2 separate regions of the Mus musculus genome follow, and region 1 is linked to region 2. Evidence: chromatin contacts called from public HiChIP or PLAC-seq data. All regions are on one chromosome and are shown on one strand. Each heading gives the region's core, a stretch centred on a gene start, on an enhancer-like site or on the middle of the called end of the contact. The rest is flanking DNA. Distances are from core to core; before and after follow the strand shown.

The links. HiChIP or PLAC-seq counts read pairs in DNA pulled down with a chosen protein or histone mark.
Region 1: a contact with region 2 is called in a FOXA1 HiChIP or PLAC-seq map of pancreatic cancer cells. The contact joins two enhancer-like sites.

What each region holds. Positions count from the first base shown.
Region 1 is chr2:31,022,761-31,029,045 of GRCm38.p6, reverse strand. It overlaps Fnbp1 (formin binding protein 1), which reads left to right. Exons shown (of 17, transcript NM_001177648.1): 17 at 163-2,840. The coding sequence ends at 170. Among named protein-coding and RNA genes, the nearest start is that of Gm39786, 29 kb to the right of the region's middle. Within about 2 kb of position 2,140, at least 57 of the 459 cell types and tissues checked have an H3K27ac peak or open chromatin away from gene starts, as enhancers often do. A contact at or near this core is called in pancreatic cancer cells, where this site is marked.
Region 2 is chr2:30,443,395-30,449,765 of GRCm38.p6, reverse strand. It overlaps Ptpa (protein phosphatase 2 protein activator), which reads right to left. Exons shown (of 10, transcript NM_138748.5): 9 at 6,369-6,371; 10 at 1,959-3,389. The coding sequence ends at 3,312. Among named protein-coding and RNA genes, the nearest start is that of Ier5l, 28 kb to the left of the region's middle. Within about 2 kb of position 4,170, at least 133 of the 459 cell types and tissues checked have an H3K27ac peak or open chromatin away from gene starts, as enhancers often do. A contact at or near this core is called in pancreatic cancer cells, where this site is marked.

The sequences.
Region 1 (6,285 bases), core at 891-3,390, 580 kb before region 2:
GCCTCGAAAGCTCCCCATGGCAGAGCCACTGTGGTAACCAATTACTTAAGCCCCTCCCTTCTCCACAAGGCAAGCAGTTTGCCAGCGGCAAACCGCCTGCCTCTCTCTCACCTGCTGCTTTTCCTAACTCAGGGTTTTCTCTTCTTTCTTTTTGTGCCGCAGGTTCCTAAAGGCGTGGTGCACATGGCCAGAGTCCCCCGAGAGCCTCCCGGGAGGGAGCCATCATCGTCCAGCCCGCTTGTCCCCACAGGCCTCCAGCACCACTCAGGCTGGCTGGGCAGCCTCCAGCCCACCTGCAGGCTGGGTCCCCATATCCTGCCTCCCCTTCTCCTTCACAGCATGTTCCTGTGGCTCCGCCAGTCCCTCTGCCTGTGTACGGCACGGGTGTTTCTCTCCTGCAGCCCCCCACGGGGGCTGTCCACTTTACTCTGCTCCCTTCCCACCCAGGCCACCAAGACAGCTGGGCATGTGCCCTGTGTCCCTGCTCCTTCCGGGCTCCCAGTCCACCTGCTCATCGCCTGGCCACTCCTTGCACATCTCACACTGTGCCTTTGTCAACTGTCACCCCTGGTTTCCTGGTGACTAACAAAATTCTGACAAGGAGGGCCAGTTGTGCATCAGGTGGACTGAGCACCCAGCTGTCATCCATGCGTCTCTTGGGACTCATCGTCAGATGTGTCCTTCATGTCCAGAGGCTGCTGCCTCAGGCCTTCCCTGTCATCCAGCACTGTTACCTTCCACACTCCATTCCAGGGGATCTAGAGTAGGACTGGGGCACCCAGCCCCCATTCACCCCCACTCTTGTTATAAACCATCTACATGGCCCTAATTCATATTGGAGTCCCAAATCCAGCTTGTGGGCCAGCCCCGCTGTCTTGTCTGTGTCTACCTTCTATGAGCGCTGCCTACCTGTTTGTGGTACCCTGTGATGGAGGGCCTCACAGCCACACTAGTTACTGTAAGGCGGGCCTGCGGAGTCCCATAAGTAGCATTTGAGGACTCTCCTCTGTTCCCACCAAAGACCTTGTGCCTCTTGTAGTCCCTCCAATGGCTCTGGCCACTGCTTCTTCATCGGATCCTGTTCTCCAGAAGCCCCAGAGAATGGATGGAGCTCGCTTTTGAAGCTGTTGCCCTCCTAGAGTGGTGGAGCTTGGGGGAGTACCGAGGTGGTCCTTCGCACCTTTGAGCCACTCTCTCCTTTCCTGGTACAGAAGTACTCAAGGCTTTGGCCACAAGCCCCTGTGAAGGGTGCCCCACAAGTATGAGCTTGAGGAGGTTGGCGTCTCCCTCTGGGCAGTTGGTAGCTTAGCATCAAGTCAGAGGATGAAAGACAGGGAAGTCTTACAAAACCAGAGACAGGGACAGAGAGGGCAGGTCCTCAGGGTTGGGCCTGTGCTTTGTCCACGGTTTGTGGAAGTGCTGACATCCATGCATTGGGGCCAGTATTACAGACATTTTGTGAGGTACCACCTCAGAGCAGAGGGGAGGGTACCAAGGTGGGGGAGCAGCTGACAAGGTGGGCCTGGCTTTGGGTTTCAAGAGCAAGCAAGGATTAGCTTCAGGCTTTCTTGGCCCCGCCTCCTCCCCGTAAGGCCAAGCCCGGCACACTGCCCTCTGCCCTCTGGGACCCCTGTGAGGCTGTTCAGGACTCACATGAGGAAGACCTAGGGGACAGTATGGAAGTCTGGTACCTAAGAGTCAGGGTCTCAGCGCTGACACAGTTAGTCTGACCTGTGGCCCAGGCAGTTTCGCTCCAGCAGGTTACCAGGCATCTAACTCCAGAACCTCTGACTTTCAGCAAGTTGGGCTGACCACAGCCCCCTCCAGAGTGTTTTTTATGGGTCTGTTCACAGATCTCATTAATGCATGAAGGACAAGGAAAGACTTGCCACAAAGGTAAAATGGAGAGGCTGCCAGTCTTCTTCAGATGACCTTTAAAGCCTGCGCCTGTCCCTGTGTCCCCTCACTTCTTTTTTAATTTCCTGTACTACCTTACATCCAGAAAGGATGGTGGATGAGCGTCTTCAGGCCGTTCTCTGAGAAAGTCGGTCTGCCGTGGACATCCTGTGGAACTGTACTGGCTCTGGGGGGAAGGGAATGCAGGATTTCCCCAGAAGCTCTACACTCCCTGTCCCCAGGACCCACTGCCTGTCACCCCTAGCTGCTAGTGTGCTGAGACAAGAATGACTCACTGTAAAAGAACCTGCCCTGCAGATGACTTAGAGATGGAAATAAAAGGAACGTGACATTTACCGCTTTTTTTTTTTCTATGCAGGACGTGAAGCTGCAATGGCCCCTCCCTCTAGGCTGAGCATGCTTATCCAGGGCCCCAGCCCAAACAACACACAGGGAGGCCATTAATGCCTTCTGGTGGCATCTGTAGTGAACGTAGAATGTCCACATGAAGTTAAAAAAAAAAAGTTCCGTTCCTGCCAGTATTTTTCCCAGAAATTGCCGTTTTGTGATTCCTTTTGATTTTGTGTCTGTATAACATCCAAAATGTCTCTAATACTGGCCCCAACTTCTCTTTTAACCTGACATCAAGCACCTTTTAAATCATGCGTGTGCAAGTTCGTGTATGTGTGTGTGTGCCTCTGTATGTGTGTGTGTGTGTGTGTGCGTGTGTGTGTGTGTGTGTGTGTGTGTGTGTGCGTGCTAATTCTAAGCCTTGAGGGCAGGGCACTGTTGGGAAGGCCCTCAGAGCTGTCAGGTCTTGGTCTTGCCTGTGACTCTGGAGGTGGAATTAAAACCAAACAAAGTGCTTTCAGTAGAGAGCACTCTTACCCATGTAATTAAATGTTAGTCCTTTCAATGTTAAATAAAGTATAACTTCTAGTGTACCTGGTTCTCTGTTGTATGAAGAAATGACGCTGGGCCTGGGGAGATGGCTTAGTGGGTAAAAAGCTGAGCACAGCAGGCGCCTGCCTGAACCCTCAACACTAGGGGGTGGCAGAAGCAGGTAGAGTTCTGTGAGTTCAAGGACAGCCAGGACACCCAAGGTTACACAGTGTGACCTGCCTCAAACAACTTAAGAAAGTGACAGAGAGCAATACCCAATGATAGTGATCTGGTCTCCTATATGTGTAAGTTGATGAAACACACCCATAAAAAATTGCACACACACACATACACACTCAGGGAGGGAAGGATTCTAGTCACAGAAGCTCCCAAGGCTGATGGCTGGCCTCTGGTCTTCTCTATCACTATGTAAACTCAAGAGGAGTCACTGTACCCAGGGAAAGGCTAGGGACCTCCTCATCTATAAATGTCACTTCCACGTCCTATCACAGTGACACATTGTGTCCAGGAATGGCAGGCATGTGGGGGAAGTAGTTCTGATGGGGGTGACTCCTTGGCAAGTGAGCATTTCCTTTTTTGCCCCTCCTCCTCCAGCTGGTTGGCCTCTGCCCTCAGGGATGCCAATGTGTGTGGGGGGAGTTTAAGCAAGGAGGACATGGTCACGGTCCACTTATGCCCCTCTTCCCGATGACTAGGCTAGATCTGTAAACCAGGTCAGCACTCTTTGAGTCTAAAGGACCACATGCAGGCCTGGAGTGTTGGCACACACCCTCAATTTCAGCACTCAGAAGGCAGAGACAGGAGGATCTCTGTGAATTCCAGGCCAGCGTGACTACATGGTGAGTTTCAGGCCAGCTAGGACTACATAGTCAGACCCTGTCTTAAAGCGGGTGGGTGGCACATGCCTGATACCCACTGGCTTGCCTGTTGGAGAGCAAGGTCCCACAGCTGGCTTTGAAAGACTGTAATACTCAGGAGGTAGACACAGGAGGGCCAGGGCCAGTTCAAGGCTGGTCTGGGCTAATAAATTACCATTCATCATAGGGACAATGTGCTGGAGAGTACCAGGTGACTGTTGCTAGCAAAAGATTAATTTTGGAAAGCCATTTCCAGAATGTTCTTTGAAGACTTGGTTGTTCCTTCAGAAAGGACTTTAGATCTGAACCAGGTATCTCTTTGGCTCTGACACTCTTAACAAAGCAGGTGACATGGCTCCAAACCAGGGAGTGGGCTGTAATTGCTATCCTGGTACTGGGGTTGCAGAGACGTTCTTAATTCACAAGATCAGAACAGTCACATGCTCTTGGGCTGGGTTTCTCCAAATACCAGCTCCAAATATTCTGGAAATACCAACTGGCCCAGGCACCCTCAGCGCCCCCTTGCCCTGGCCACACCCAGGCCCCAGGCGCCTTGGTGAGAGAATGTCGACCCCTAGTGGAAGAAAGCAGAACTGAAGTAGCATCCCTAAGTGACTATGGAGGAAGCCTAAGGGGCTGGGAAATCCCTCATCTCCCCTCTTCCCCTCCAGTATCAGCTTTGTGAGACCCCAAGTCACACTCTTAACTGCTGCTGCTGGGCAGTAGAATGGCTCAGGGGATGGAGGCAGCAGAGTCTTTGTGGCTCCCAAATCAGAGAATCAAAAGAAAGGACTCTCAAATTGCTGCTATCAAACATGAGCACTGTGTTCTGAGAAAGTAGGTGGTGGCTGGGCAGTGAATGTGGCAGCTGTAACCTGGGTTTTCAGGAGTTCCAGGCCAGCCTGGGCTACATAGCAGAACCCTGTTTCTGCAAAAAAATTAAAAGGTAGACTAAGCTTGGAGGGATAGATGTCTCCTGACTCTGCCCATCACTCAAAAAGAATCCTCATTTCCCTAGTCCCTGCAGTCCTTCCCTCTGGTGTCCAAATATGGGAAGACAACCAACCAGCGCCCAGTAGCCCCTCGGTGTCATATAAGGTACCCATTAGACTCCATCTGGAACATACTCGTCCCTGTCCAGTTGGTTTTTAGTGACATCAACTAGGGACAAACTGCCTTTGTCCTTAGAACCAGGCAGGCAGGAAGGATATTTCCAGTCCTGCAGTGTCCTGCTGGACAGTGCCCCAGAAAGGGACAGCACCAGTCTGTGCGGCCTCACACACACACACACACACACACACACACACACACACACACACACACCTCTCCATGTGAGGACCTCAAGGTTAGCTGCTCTATTTTCAGGGTCCAGGTTGGTACTGGTGCATCTATACCAATTTTCTCTGCTCCATTCTCCTGGTCCCGGAGAGAGAGGAAGCCTGATGCTAAAATTCTACTGATTTCTGGCTCAGAATTAGGTAGACTCAGGATGGTTGTCTTTGCCTTGGATCTAAAGCAGAACATGGACAGAAAGTACGCGCTTGCAGTCCATGCAACTTTGTGGACAGAACCGTAGACAATTAGAAATTGCATGGGTCCCCAAGGGCCAGCCACCTGCTCTGCAGTGATGGATGGTCACCTGCTTCCACAGAGAGGCACCGTCCTTCCCAGACTCCTCCTCAAAGAACCTGCCGTAGGGCTGGAAACTGGTCCCACCTCCCAGGCCCCAGGAACTTCTTCTGTGTCTCAGCTTGGGTAAATAGCTACCGACTAGTTGAGTTGCTAGATAGGTTCACCAGAGCATCTTAAGAGCTGAGTATTTATTTCAAGAAAACTACAGGTATATGTTGAGGCAAATCAGGGTCATTTCTAGCTTGCTCATTTTCCCACAGTTACCAAGCCCCTGAAATAACTCCAGACAGAATTTCACCTTGGGAAGCCCCCCACAGGTAGTAACTTGTTACATGTAAACAGAGGTGGGGCACAGGGACTCGTGTAGTCTAGACCGGCCTCCTCGTTTCATCAGGTGGCCAAGGTTGACCCTTCTGCCTCCTCCTGTAGTTTCTAACTCAAGCCGGTTCCACCAGTCCTGGATTAAGTGGTGGGGACTGAATCCATGCATATCAGATAGATGGATTCTCTATCAACAGAGGCATATTCCCAGTTCTAAAGGTGACTTTTTGTTTAGTGGACTTTTTGTTTGTTTTGAGATGAAGTCTATAGCCCAGGCTAGCCTCCAGCCCACTATGTAGCTGATCTTGAACTCCTGACCCTCCTCCCTCTGCCTTGCCAACGCTGGTCTAGAGATCATCATTGCTTCTGGCTTTGGGAAGGTTTTAACCTTGGTTTCTATTCTGTGCTCCTAAGCCCTTCAGTATGGCGGGACATCAATGGCCACAGTCAACTCTCCCACACAGAACTGATTAAACGTGGGACCCATAACAGGCTTGACCACTGAGTTACACCCCAAGTCCCTAACTGAATGCTTTTAAAGTGATACAAACTCTAATTCTTCTTCCCCCAGAAAGCAAATATAGATGGGACTGGAGTTGGGAAGCCAATATGTGGGATGTGCTGGCCACTAACACATCCCTGCTGGGCCCTCTGTGTGGTTGGTGGGTTGGTGGGG
Region 2 (6,371 bases), core at 2,921-5,420:
TGTGAGTGTGTGCACATAAGTGCAGGTGCCCAGCACTAGAAGACTGCTTCAGACCAAGACACTTTAAACATGACTGCACAGCTCTCAGGTATTAACTTTGTAGGGAGTCACAGTGTAGTGGTCTGCATGAAAATGGACCCCCACAGGCACAGAGGGAGCAGCAACCTTAGGAAAGCCAAGCCCAGTGTCTCTGCCTGCTGCCTGCTGATGCAGATGCAGAACTCTCAGCTCCTTCTCCAGCACCAGGTCTGCCTGCACACTGCCATGCTTCCTGCCATGATGATAAAGCACGAAAGCTCTGAACCTGGAAGCCAGCACCAATTAAGTGTTTCCTTATAAGACTTGCTGTGGTCATGGCGTCTCTTCACAGTGTAAAACCCCAACTAAAATATAGTATCAAAACTTTGGACATGCCTATGTGTAACTCAAAAGGCAGCCCTCCCCCATTAATTTCTTAATTACAATCCACTAGATACTGTCCTTTCTAGTATGCTGTGGTCACAAATACACAGCTACAGCCTGTGAAATGACTAAGCCTCTAGAACACTGATTCTCAATCTAGGGGGTCACAACCCTTTGGGGCCTAAAGGACACTTTCACAGGGTCACCTAAGACCACAGGAAAACATAGATATTACAAATCATAACAGCAAAATCACAGTTATGAAGTAGCAACAAAAATAACTATCAGCCGGGCATGGTGACGCACACCTTTAATCCTAGCACTCGGGAAGCAGAGGCAGGCGGATTTCTGAGTTGGAGGCCAACCTGGTCTACAGAGTGAGTTCCAGGACAGCCAGGGCTATACAGAGAAACCCTGTCTCAAAAACAAACAAACAAACAAACAAACAAACAAAAAAACAAAAAACAAACCAAACAAAAAAACCCAAAAAACAAAACAAACAAACAAAAAAATCCTTTATGCTTGGAAAGGATTCCAGCATTTGGAAGGCTGAGATCCACCATGCTAAATAAACCACAGTGCATTATGATGCCCGTTTTTCAGATAAAGAAACTGGAGCTCAGAGAGGTAAAATCAGCCATCATGGATTTCCTCCATTGTAAGCAGCTGGCCTTGGGTTTGAATTCAAGTGTGGTGGACACTGGAGACACGGCTTTGGGCAACCAAGGATGTAGCAAAGTGACCGAGCTGCGGCTCCTCTTCCTGCCTTTGTGCAAAGTCTCCAGGACAGCAGAAAGGCTCCCACTCATAGGCTCGCCTGGTGTCTAGGGAGTCACTGCCCAGCTGTACTCAGCCCTAGCATAACAGACCAGAAGGTGGGCTAAGGACAAAGAGGGCTACTTCTAACAAGGGCAGATGTAAGGTTCAATGTGAGCCTCGTCTTTGGGCCGGCAGGAGTGCAGAGCAGCTGTAGAAGGCTGACATCTGGTTCTTGTTCAGCCTGTGCCAGGTCCTAGGACCTGTGCCCAGCAGGTTCAGGAGACACATACACATCACAGTGACAACACAGCATGTGTTCTGAACCAGGTCTAGACTCAGGGTTACCAGTGCCACTTGTGATTATACCCATTTTCTAGATGAGGGTGCTGGGTGGGGTCCAGAGTAGCTCAGAAACCTACCCACAAACTTGCCATTAGGAGTGAGCCAGGGGGATGGCTGGGATTTGAACCCTCTTGCCTGCTTTAGTCATTGTCACATATCCCATCCCCAGAAAGTCAACTGGTAATGGGCTTTCCCAGGAGCCCAGGGCAGCTTTCATAGCTAGGCTATCCCCAGGAAGGGGAGTGTTATGTTAACAGTCAGGAAACCTAGCAAAGCCAAGGGCCAGGGAACAAAGCCAGCATGAAGATGGACACAGGTCCCCCAGGGCCTAGGATGGTACCTTGAGAAGACCAGCCTCATCATCCATGGCCCCTACAAACCACCCTCCTGAGGAACAAAACCACCTGCTGAGGAACAGTCACTCAGACATGTCAGGAAAAGATGTCTCACACAGGGGACAGGTGTAAAACAGAGGCTTTAATCCAAATAGCAAGGAAGGCGCAGGGCTGGGGACGCAGGGACAGGGAAGGGAGCCAGGAAGGCAGTGGCCTGGCCCTGGAAGGAAGCTGGCACTGGGCTTTTCCTGGGGAACTGCCTGTGACTCTGATGACTTCAATCCCCGCTCTGCCCAGACCATAGTTAATTCCTGGCCAAGCCCCTGAGTTGTGCTTCTCAGTGTCCACTCCACAAAGCTAAGCGGGCACAAACACAGGATGGGCAGTGAAGAAGGGCAGGCCCAAGTGGGACAGGAAAGCCTGCAGGTTCCAGTTCAGCCACACGCTGAGAGAAAACTGGTGACTGTGGCTAGGTCCCCTTAGCAGCCCTACCCATTCTGAGTCTATGCCTAGGCCCAGGCCAGCACTTCCCTCATCTCACAGAGGGAAGTGGGAGGAGGGGGCTGCTACCTTCTTTGCTCTCCCACACGAGCCACAAACCGACCCAAGGGAGCGGAGCAGCAAGCCAAGGCCTCGGGGGAAGCTTCAGACACTCAGCAGGCAGAGGCAGCAGAATCAGCAGGCCTGAGACTGACTGGAGAAAACTAGGTTCTCCACAGACACAACAGTCCTACTGCCTCCCGGAGTCTCTTCCTCTCCCTGCTTGACAGCTCTGGAAAGTCAGATCTCACCCAAGCAATGGGCTTTCCCAGGAGCCCAGGGCAGCTTCCATAGCTAGGCTATCCCCAGGAAGGGGAGTGTTATGTTAACAGTCAGGAAACCTAGCAAAGCCAAGGGCCAGGGAACAAAGCCAGCATGAGGATGGACACAGGTCCCCCAGGGCCTAGGATGGTACCTTGAGAAGACCAGCCTCATCATCCATGGCCCCTACAAACCAACCTCCCCCAACCCCAGCCCTCCCAACAGCTGATGACAGCCTCACCCTTCAGCTCCATAGCAGATACCCAGTGGAACACAGCTAGCGGGGAACCCACCAGCCGGCCCTGGAGGCACGGAACTCCTGCTCTTAATGAGGGAACCATTACATCATGGGGAGGAAAGGGGGAGCAATGACAAGAGCAGGGTGTCCTTGTCTCCTCCACATGGGCCTGACCGTGGGAGGAAGCAGGAGCACAGGGATGGGCAGGGCCGGGGACCACGTCCAGGCCCCTCTCTTCTTACTCGGCCACCAGACGGAGGACAGTCAAAAACTGGGCACACTGTGGTCAATTCCCCCAACTCAGGCCCTGCTTAGCACCCATCTCAGTAAACAGCCTCTCATCAAACAGAAAGAACAGAAGGTGGGCGGGAGGGGTGCTGGGTCACAGAGAGCACAGGAACCTGGCCAGGGTGGCTCTGGTAGTTCAGCCTCTCCTAGCCTGATGTGACGGGATGGATGGGCAGCAGGCTCCCGAACTTGAAGTGCTGGATCACAGGGAACTTCTCCAGGCACTGAGAAAGGAGGGGAAAACCAGGGAGGTGAGGCCTGTCTCGCCTCCTGCATCCCCAGTAACCCAGACAAACATGAGGTTTCCAACTGCAGCCACCTCCACGGGAATCCACCTGTGCTGGAGAGCAGCCCCCGGCCTAGGAGGAAGGTGATCTCGTTCACCTCATCCCCACCTCCCACTCAAAGGCACCCATACTCAGCAGAAGCCAAGACAGGCAGCTAAGAGACATCACTTGACCCAGAAGGGATGAGCCATAAGAAATGACAAAGGTCCCCCCACCCCCACCCGAATCCTGACCCTAGCAGTATAGGGACATCTGAACACAACTGAGAAGAGGCTAGGGCCTACTTTCTGTAGTCTTTGGCCTCAAAGACATCTTGACTCTTCAGAGTGAGACAACAGGAGTGGGCTGACACTCCTGCCCTACCTTGGCAGCAGCCTCTATGGAGCTCGTGGCTCGTGGCTCCCTGAGCCCAGGCCCACAGGCTCTAGCTTTGCCTGTTACTGGCTTGCTCTGTCTCCCAGGCAGTAGCTCCAGGCAGAATGTGAGGCTGGCCTGGCCTCCTCCTAAACAAGCCGGGGGTGTAGGCTATTGAGGTGACCTGTAGGCTATTGAGGTGAGAGCCTAGCTCTAGCTGTGTCAAAGGACGAACCTGGTGGCTCACCTTCCCTTACCCCAGACAGCAGCTTCAGAAGTGGGAGGGGCACACAGAGGAGCAAGTAGACCACAGAGACTGAGCTCTAGCTTAGAGCTAGGCCTCAGCAAAGCAAGCATGAAGAAGGAGGTGCAGTCTGTCCTGGGGGAGGGAGGAGCAGCATGTCCAGGCCTGAGGCAAGGCAGCTGCCACAGTGCTTATGTCATCAGGAAGCGGTGGGAGTTTGGAAGGCCCCCCCACCCCCCTGAATTCCAGAAAGGGTCAAAGGTCAACCTGCTTTAGGCTCTCCCAGAAGAAAAGCCAGAAAGGCAAGTGGGGGAAGGGCCCACAGGGCCAGCAGGAGCAAAGTTGGTAAGAAGCTGCTGGGGGGGGCGTGTGGGGTGGAGGAAGTCCAAGGCCCCAGGGCAGCTGAAGCACCTAAGGGGGCTTTGCTCCCAGCAATTCTGCCCAGCAACTGAACCTGGGCTTTAGAAACGTGGCACCTCCTGGCCCAGCAGAGTCCAGGCTGGGTAGTTGGAGAAAATAAGTCCAGATACGGTGATAGCCTTCCTTATAGAAATAGCCCCATCATACAAGGCCCAGAAAGCCCCTGATACTTCTCTTCAAAAAATCAGGTCAGGGAACTTGACAGCTAATTGCATATCCTGAGGCTGCTTAATGCCAGGCCTGAGCAGACCCCTATTGGCAGCTCAGGGGTCTTCCCAGCGGATGGAGCACTGGGCCTCTCCTGGGCCCTATTCCCAGGGACTAGAGCTTAAGAGCACCAGTATGAACTGGGTATACCACCTAGAGGTGGTGGCGCACGCCTTTAATCCCAGCACTCCGGAGGCAGAAGCAGGTAGATTTCTGAGTTCGAGGACAGCCTGGTCTACAAAGTGAGTTCCAGGACAGCCAGGGTTATACAGAGAAACCCTGTCTCCAAAAACAAAACAAAAAAGAACTAGGTGCTACAAAGCCTCATGCTCATGCCTGTCAACAAGTTGCAGAATTACCCTACAAATCCATCCTGGCAAGGGGAGGGTCAGCTCCCACTTACTGCATACACCCAGTGAGATGCACCTGTCCAGTCTTTAGTCACACAACACATCCTGTCAGTCAATAACTGCAGGGACACCTAGCATTTAGGACTTAAGGTTTAGGTGGTGGCTTCCAAGGCCTGTGTGTTGTAACACCACCATCTTGTACCTTATCTGCTCCTCCCTCAGCCTGCAGAGCTTCTGCCTCTGAAAGGGGGACAGGGTCAGGGGTGGGTGGGGGGCAGGGTAGCTGGCCTTCCTCTTAGAAGGCTGAATCAATCCAGGTTTGGAGACATGGGGTGACATATACCTCCATGCTGACATTCCAGCAGCAGGACAGTCTTCCCTGTGTTTCCTGCTAGAAACCAGAAGTAAGGCCGAGGAGACAGGACCAAGGGAACGCCGGGGCACTAGAGCTGGCCTGCAGAGCAGGAAGAGGTCTGGAATGGCCCCCCAGATGAGAGAGGGATGTGGGCTGAAGCCTAAACACAGGATGTGAAGTCTAGAGAAAGAGGATCCAGGAAAGAACAGAAAAAGCTGGCCAGGCCCAAGCCCAAGCTTGGCAGACCATGTTCTATTAACCCCTTCGAGGCCAGTGGGAAGCATCTTTACTACCAAAGCCAGCTGACCCTTCCTCGGTGTCCCTCCTCTGATGATAGATGGGGTGAGCTCTGGGCTCTCATAAGAGATGGGATAATGGTCAAGAATCAGAGAGGGGCTGCTCCAGGGCAACACTGAGGTTGTGAGTACCAGCGCTGGGGTGGGAGGTGGGGTGGGCTGGGGTGGGGGGAGACATGTTTGGGTCTCATGGCCCAAGAGGCACTGCACAAAAAGGCCAGTCAAGTAGCTTCAGATACTGGAGGGGCCAGGTAGAAAGATGTTCTCCCTCTTTCTGTGGAGAGTACGGGACGCCCTAGGAAAGCAGGCACCTTACAGCAGGGGGACCCAGCCCAAGGTCCTTCCCAGCAGCAGAGTCGTGAGCTGGAAGCAGAAAAGACCACCTACTCCATTTCCCATGCTTGATGTCCTAGTCACTTTGGGAAACACTAAAGCTATTGAGAGGCCTCAGGCCATTTGACAGGTACAAAGAGAGCCCCTAACCTCTCCAGCAGCTTAGGCTGTTTTAATCCCTAAGCTATGAAGAAATCAGCTGGGCCTCTGCCCATCCATCAGGTTCTGAGGTCCCCAAGTTTCAGACAGCTGGCCTCAGAGCCCGAGCAAACAATGTGATGAAGAATCAGAAGTCATGAGCTCACCCTCAGGACCAAGCGCCATCAGGGGCAGGCAGGATGGCCAGCCCCCACTCACCTC